Linked DNA regions of Gossypium hirsutum: regions 1 and 2 are each linked to region 3. A link is a contact called in public Hi-C data. All regions are on one chromosome and are shown on one strand. Each heading gives the region's core, a stretch centred on a gene start, on an enhancer-like site or on the middle of the called end of the contact. The rest is flanking DNA. Distances are from core to core; before and after follow the strand shown.

The links. Hi-C and Micro-C count contacts between places; a contact is called where the count stands out from the background.
Region 1: a Hi-C map of leaf shows a contact between it and region 3, with 2.8 times the contacts expected there. The contact joins the promoter of LOC107920311 here to the enhancer-like site in region 3. A contact is called at or near these places in 11 of 34 Hi-C or Micro-C datasets (anther, callus and leaf).
Region 2: a contact with region 3 is called in a Hi-C map of leaf, with 5 times the contacts expected there. The contact joins two enhancer-like sites. A contact is called at or near these places in 4 of 34 Hi-C or Micro-C datasets (hypocotyl and leaf).

The regions. Positions count from the first base shown.
Region 1 is chrA08:100,305,887-100,308,586 of Gossypium_hirsutum_v2.1, forward strand. It overlaps LOC107920311 (cytochrome P450 78A9), which reads right to left and starts at 1,293. Exons shown (of 2, transcript XM_016849957.2): 1 at 1-1,293. The coding sequence starts at 719.
Region 2 is chrA08:100,323,174-100,326,049 of Gossypium_hirsutum_v2.1, forward strand. No RefSeq gene overlaps it. Among protein-coding and RNA genes, the nearest start is that of LOC107920311, 17 kb to the left of the region's middle. Within about 2 kb of position 1,613, at least 3 of the 9 cell types and tissues checked have an H3K27ac peak or open chromatin away from gene starts, as enhancers often do. A contact at or near this core is called in leaf, where this site is marked.
Region 3 is chrA08:100,016,228-100,018,927 of Gossypium_hirsutum_v2.1, forward strand. No RefSeq gene overlaps it. Among protein-coding and RNA genes, the nearest start is that of LOC121205591, 18 kb to the right of the region's middle. Within about 2 kb of position 1,359, at least 1 of the 9 cell types and tissues checked has an H3K27ac peak or open chromatin away from gene starts, as enhancers often do. A contact at or near this core is called in leaf, where this site is marked.

The sequences.
Region 1 (2,700 bases), core at 43-2,542, 290 kb after region 3:
CGAAGTTGTTCGACTTCATTGCTGGTGGAATTTAAGTTATATTTTCGTCCGAATATTGAAGCCATCATGTTGTTTAGAGAAGCTCGTTTGAGCAGTTGGCGGACGTGGAAGCTTTGGTTATGGAGAGCAAATAAGGTGACCATTTCAGAGGCGATCTGGCGTCTCTGTTCCTCGGCACCTCTGATTTGCTTAGGACAGAAAAGGTGCGTAGCCGCGATTCTCCTCAGGGTTCGCCAGTAAACCCCGTAAGGTGCGAACCCGATTGCTCTGTTGAACATCAAGCTATAAGCCGACTCTTTTACCGGCCTATCAGCAAACACAGAGCTGTTGAGAATCTCTCTCGCTACATCCGAATTGCACGTGACGATAACACGAGTGTCACCCAGGCTAAAGGCCATTAGCCTCTTGGCTTTGCATGCTTCTGCTGCGGCCGCAATCCGGTGGTGAGCCAAGGAGCTGGCCATCAGCTTCATGCTGCCTATTAGAGGCAAACCTCTAGGCCCTGGAATTCTCCTCTTGTTAGCAGCAGTAAGTGAGGAACGGTTCACGATCCTGTACTTGCCCCAGGCTGGGCCACCAGGGTAAGCCCAGTAGACAAGGGTCATGATTAGCCAGGCAAGAAGAATGATGAAAATCGACCATGCAAAGCTTTCTTGAGAAAAGGTTCGCCATTTGGATGCAAGGGCAAACACCCAAACACTCTCTATCTCACTTCTCATGGCGTTGGAGGCTGGATTCTGGGAATTGAAACAAGGGGAGTACAAGGATGCTGGCTTTTATATTTTAGGGTGTAAACACTAATGAGTGCGGATGCTATTTATACAGGGGCGGATGCGCTTAGACGGTCACAAAATCAATAACCCTCCTTACGGGAGAAATACTGCCAAATGCCGATATTTGTGGTAAAATCTTGAATGTTTTTTAAATGTATTTTAAGAACACCGTAATTTCGTTTTCTTTATATAAAGTAGTTGCGCCGCCACGATTGCATGACGGAGTACAGGGAAAAGATATCTCCGACATTGGAGCGCGTGGAAACACACCCTTATTTCCTGGGATCGTGTGCTTAGTGGCTGACGTTTATATGTCGGGAACTAGACCGCACAAAATGAATAAATATGTGCTAAAAGAAATTGGGTTGACCTATTCTGGACTATGCAAATGAGCCCTAGATTGAGGCCCAATTGTGGAGTGTGAAACCAATAAAAATTCCTCAACGTTAGCGTGACATAATTATTTAACCCACTATTTTGTGTAATATATATATGAATCAGTAATGAAAAAAAAATGATTTTCAAGAATGCTCCCTCGTTGAACCTTTTTGATAGAATGAAGTAACGAACAAAAAGGTTGGGAGGAAGAGAAATATTGATTTACTAGTTTTGATGATGTCATTTTCAATCCCAACCAAGAAATGTTCCTTTGTAGTGTACTAAAAATAAATTGAATATGGACACATGAGTTTGGTATACTGAACTGTAATCTTTATTTTATACAAAGATTGAGAAATAGATGATGAAAATTAAAAGGGTGGCGCGTGAAGAGGACAAATTCCTCGGACAAGTTAACATGGGTGTTAAAAATGTTCAAGTTACCAAGGAATGACACGAGGGGGTCGTGTGGACGGATGTTGTCGGGTGGCAAAGCAACTGTAGCACATGACACCCATGCCTTCTACCATCATTCACTGCTTTTAGGCGTAAATAAAAAAAAAAAACATGACACCCAGCGATGGCTTAAATACGCCCATATCTAAATCCCTTCCCACAAACACCAAAAACCGTATTTCAACCATCGCCTGGCTTGTCGACACGTGTTCCTTTCATGCAATGTCTGATGGTGACAACTCCTGCTTCTCGCTTCCCTCTCCTATTCCCTTTAATGCCCATGCTTTGTTTGCATTTATCACCGTCCATGTGTCTTGGATACATGGTTATAGTTGTCAAACTCTGGAATAAATATGCTGTTCACGTGGCAGTTATTGAACGTCCTGGATTTTTGAAGTTGCAGTATGACCAATCCCTGACCGTTGATCTTGTTTGGCTTGAAGCAATCAGGTAGTCAACACTCAAAAGCTTGAAGCCTTTTCAATTTCTCAGTTTCCTAGAAAGGGCAAGACCAATACCAAAGACTAAACCATGGTCAATGTCACAAGAACTTAATATCAAAAGTTGTTATGGAGCTGTAAAAATTTAATGCAGTTCAAATTTTGTGAATGAGAAATATATATCAAAAGGGTCTTACATTTTGTCTAAAAAAAAAAAACCATAAGTGATATGCTGAGTTTATGGTATTTGGTCAATTAAGAATATTTGTTGAGTGAATGTACTGAATTAGGCAAAATAAAGGTGTAAAATAATTATAAATCAAATCTATTGTAGTAGGAGGAAACAGTTCAGTTGACTAAACTTGACCCACCACTCACTAATTATTTTCATTCAAAAAGGGAAAATAATGCAAATTGTCGGAGATAGCAGCCAAAGAAATGAATTAATCTTAATGTGTACTAAATTACTCTTCTCACCATTCGGTGAAGCATCAGATTATAATAATAATAATAATAACATGGAAATGAGGTTCCTTAAATATTAATAAAAAGACAGCAGTTCGAAGCTAATTACACAGCTTTTTAATGAACCAAAAACCAGACCGAGCGGATCATTTGATTATTTCGATAAAAACTATAGATTGCGTAATCTT
Region 2 (2,876 bases), core at 363-2,862, 310 kb after region 3:
ATTCTCCATATTTTAATATTAACAATTTGCAAAGAAAAGAATGCATAATCTATATGTGTTAGTGGGACAGTTAAGGGCTAACCCACCTGTGGCTTAAAACCCATATTGATGGCGTGGTGGGGTGGGGAAAGGTCTAAAGGTTCTATTTTCATCCAATATTGAACCTTTGAATGGATGAAGGGATATGTTCAGCTTCCAATTGTTAATGGGTATCACATTTTCATTGCCATTTCCTTTGCTTTTGACTCACAAAAAAGTTGGAACAACGGCAAAGGCGTTGATTTTTTTTTTCCCAAGGCATTTCTTAGATATGCGGATGGGACATGGGACTTGGGAGTTAAAGATTACCAAATCTTTAATTATTGTGGGGATTCCTTTAGATTTATTGAACCGAACTTGCTTATCTATCCTACTACTATTACATTTGAATCTCAAGTTTTTATATTTAAGAAACTTAGAGGAATCTCATTTATATATCCGTTTGAAAAGTTGAAATTATTAATTAATAAAAATAAAGGCTTCCACATACTAATTTTATTATGTGAATTTATATTTAATATCTTGTTAGTCTATATTATTTCAATATTTATATCTTGACAATTATTTATACAATGACACATGTAAAATTATTAATTTATACATGCTCGATTTATGACTAGTTTGGACTTTTATTTATTAGTATCAGTATGTATAGATGAAAATATGATAAATGCACATAAAGTGCCAAGGGCTATTCTAATGATGTGTGATTGTATGGTTAATTGTCCATACATTAAAAAATTATTATCATTAGTTATTAGAAAATAAATTTTTATAAAGCCTTGGTACTGTTTGGTTTGAAAGATCTAAGTTTGAGTTTTTCTATTTATAATTGTGCTGCGTGGGTTTTTAACCCATCATATGCAATTGTATATGTCTAGGTTTTAGTCTCGAATCATTTTCTTCTCTTATTTATTTGTGCTTTTTAATGGTTTGATTCTACTTTATAATTGCTTAAATATGTATTTATATTTACATTATATTTGTATATGTACATTTTTTTCATGTATAGTTAATTTTATTTATTCTTTCAAAATAAGGTAGTAACACATAGTAAATCCTTAATCTCATTTTTTAATTTCTTTTAGTTATTGTGATATTTTAATTTCTTTACACTCTTTGTAAATTTAAAAATTAGTCTATGTATTTTTATTTTGAGAAATTTGTTCCCTTTAAATTATCAATTTCAAAATTCAGGTTTAACTATTAATACTGTTTAAAATATTTTTTTAAATTCAAGTTCATTATAATGTCTTTTTTTTAGTTGCATTACTACCGAGTGAGTACTTTTTTATTTCAAAATGTTACACCAACCAAATTATCAAAAAAAAAAAGAAGAAGAAGAAGTAACAATTAGATTTCAATTTTTAAAGCTAAAAAGTAAATGTACTAAATTCTTAAAGTTAAAACATCAAGATTAAATTTCAAATTTTTGAAGAGCACAGGGACAACTTTTAACTTTTTTTTCCTCCACTAGATAATTTATCCAAACAGGAGCTCTTGTTACATATGTTTCTGATTTTCTTCGTGGACAAAGGCCTGGTTACCTTGGAAAACGGCCCGTCATATTGGGCTTTTGGTAGCGTCTATTGATGTCACCCACTTTCTCAAATTCCCGCTAGATTGAAGGGTTCAACTGTGGATTCATAGAGGCGGCAAATGGGCAAGTATGGATAAACTTTTTCAGATTTAAATTTTTTAGGCATGAAATTTTTGGGCTTGGGTTCTCTTTTGGACTTGAATTTTCAGGTTTGAATTCTTTTTTTTTTCTTCTCATATTCGAGCTTAAATCAAGCCGTGGGTTTTGATGGTTTAAATAATTTGGAAAATTACTTTAATTTCTAATGTAATACCATATTTAATTTTATATGATTACAACACAAATAATTTTTTCTTATAAAAAATATAATTTATATTATTTAATAGAATTCTTTATATAAAACAATCAATTTGCTAATTGCATGTAAAATTTATTATTATATAGTATGTATATGAATTAACGATGTAGCGACGTAAAAATTTTAGCTTGGTCGCTAATTGTAGCGATTTATTAAACATTTGAAAAGTAACTTTCGATTTTATTAACAAAGGGAGTCGCCACCGATCCTTTTTATTAATAAATTTATTTTTTAAAATAAAAAGGAGGTCGAGTTTAGGTCTACGTCAAAGTCCAGAGAAAAATTAGAGTTCGGGAGTCGGTTACGAGCGAGAAAGGTATTAGCACCCTCGCGACGCCCAAAATTGGTATCTTGTAAAACACGTGTTATCTTGATTTTCAAAAATACGAGTTCAATGTAACATTTAGTCATAATCCGATTGGAACACGAGAAATTTTAGCTTTTCCGATTTTTTAGAAGGGCATACCGTTTAACACAAGTCAATTGATGTTCACCCAACATAGCGATGAAATCGGTGACTTAGTATTAAACCGATACGTTGCCTTATTTATTAAAAAAATAAAAAAATAAGATTTTCGAAATAATGCAAAGCAAATTGATTAAAATAGATGACAGAGCTAGAAATATATGGAAGCGAATGTAAGTGTGACAAATAAATTAAAAACAATACAGATATGTGCGATATTAAACGTATACTAGAATTAAACATGAAATGAAAACGAGTACACATATATGATAATGATATTAAGAATATGTACGTAGAACATGTATATGTAAATAATAATAGTATTAGAAATATGCTATATAATATTCGAAATATATACATGACATGTATAAAAATATAGCGTTTAGAAGGTATATATATATACATAATAAAAATACAATATTTAAAAATACATACACACAATAAAATGTTAAAATATTTACAAAGTATATACA
Region 3 (2,700 bases), core at 109-2,608:
CATTAATGCTAATAAAAGTGATCAAATGAAGGGATTTTTACTAAAATAATATAAATCTAATTTTATTTATAAAAATATAATATAGTGTTCCCATACTTCAAATCAACACAATGACGATTTGGGAGAATGACAGAGAAAATTGAGTTCTATATCACCATCACCTTCTGTTTCCAAAACCCACAACCTCAATCCAACTCAATATTAAATCCCACTCAACCTTATTTAATGCCCCATCCTAAATTACTATATAAATCCCTAAAAAGCTAAACTCATCTCACACAACTCCAATAAAAATTAATTCATCCGATTTTAATTAAATAAATAATTTTAAAATTTTAAAAAATGTAAAATTGATTCAATCAATTATGAACTATTTTCTAAGATATCAACTCATTTTTTTTATCCAAATCTAAATATCAATCATTTTCGGCAGTCTTAATGAAAATACTCAATAACTCATTTTATTGAACTCTTCTATTCCCAAGAAGGATGTATGCAAATCTTGATAACTTAAACATATCATGTTGAAGATATGTTCCTTTATGTAGTTAAAGTGATATGTCACAAATTTAGGCATTAGCGAAAATCAAGGACATAGATTAAGTTCACTTATCATGTCATAATTGAGGACATGTAGTAGACGCATCAAAGTAAATTTTTTTTTACCTTAATAACCTGACATTATAGGATGGTAAGTGATAAGTATGTTTACTTGAGCAATCCGACAAGACACTTTGTAAAAAATAAATATAAAATTTTATTAATATATTAACTAGGATAAAAAGTTCAAAATAGGTTGAATTAGATTTATAATTTTTTTTAAAAAAAAGTTCAAAAACTAAAATCAATTGGAAATATTTTTTCCACAACTTTTTTAATGTAGGAGTTGTGTGAGATGAGTTTGGGTTTGGGAGGTTTATATAGTGATTTAGGGTGGAAGTAGTAAATAGGGTTGAGGTTTATGTTGGGTTGGTTGTGTTCTCGCACACATGGCTCCATTTTCTGTGCTCTCTCCAATTGCCACCAACTGTGTCAATTTAGGGTATGGAAAACGAAAAGTTCTTTTTATTATTCAATTTATATTATTTTAATAAATAAAATTGAATCTGTATTATTTTAGTAAAAAAATATTATTTTAATAAAATTCCATCAAATGAGTGTTTTTGAGTGAAGGAGGTGGAGTAATTAATTGACATTAACCGCTTTTCTTCTTTCAAGATAATATCATTTTGATCTATGAGTTTTAGTACCCATTTTCGTAATGGGTATTTTTGGGCCACTTCTAACCATTCTGAAAGATAACCCTATGGATCTTGTATTGCTTAAGCTTTTGCTTGAAGGGAAGTAAAGAGTTAAGTGGCAAATATCCATTACCCAACCCAAACCCATCAATGTTGGATGCATTGCAGAACATGACTTGGAAAAAAATGTTTTTCCTTTTTTCCTTTTTATGTTTGTCTCACGAAAATAAATCGCTCAATAGAAATAAACTTTTCTTTCTAGAAATTGTTGAAAAGGGTAAATGATTTTGTCGAAAAGGAGCTCCGTAATATGATTTTTAGACAAAAATTAACTTGAATCATATAAAATATTATTATGTTAATAATAAACTTATTAAAATTATTGAAACAATCGACTCTATATGAAAAAAAAATAATCAAAATAATCAAACAAACTTCTTCAGTTTAATTTGGTCAATTTTGGCGGTATTTAATTTTTCTACTTATTTATTTATAAAACAGAAAAAAAAATTGTATTGAATTAATTAATTGGATTTTGGAATTAATATGGGTATTCGGTCTATTCATTTAGTTCGGAAGCCCAAAATTAGACTTGAATAAATCATCAAACCCATTACCTTGACTGAATAAATTGAAAATCGACTTTTTCCATTAAATTGATTAGCTAATTAGATTTTTGCTTATCCCTAACTTGAAGTGCTAAGGAGGTTGAGCCATGATTTTTGCTCAGTTCATAATGAGGCTTCTTGTTTATACATGATTGATGATGTATTGGTTTGAGATATTTTCTTCAAGGGCAACGAAATGAGCTTGAATGCTCGGTAGTTATTGTAAGGTGAAGGTGAGCTAGAGATATGAGAGTTTGTGCTTTGGAATGCTCTCTGATGTTTAAGTCATTACACATTAGAAAAATATGAGCTCAAACTAATGAAGAAAATAGAGTAAAAATAAAAAAGAAAGTGAGGAAGAATAGTTGTTTATGTCTTTGGTCTTAAGACTGCCATTATTTATTATTGATTTGCAAAAGTGACCAGAGAACACAAATGAGTTCGCCTTGTACTAAATTATAATTGTGTTTGTATTGGGATAATTGAGCATGTGCTAAATGCGCGTTGGAATAGTTTGTTAGGCTGTTAGCTATTAACTATTAACAACTAACAGATTGAGTTGTTTGCAAGTATTAACAGTATTTATTAATCTGTTAATAAATTGTTAACAATAGTTGATTAATTAGTATATAAACACTGAATGTATGCATTCTACTACTTATAATGATTGAAAATGAGTTTTATCTCAAAAGCTTTCTTTCTTCTTTAACTTTTCTGCATTTCATTGTTCTTTGTTTTTATGTTTGATCATTGTTCATCAGTTAGAGTTTTACTGTTGTGGTATTAGAGTATTTGATTGTTGTTATTTGATTCATTTTTCATATTAATTGAATCACTTTTCTTGTTCTCAT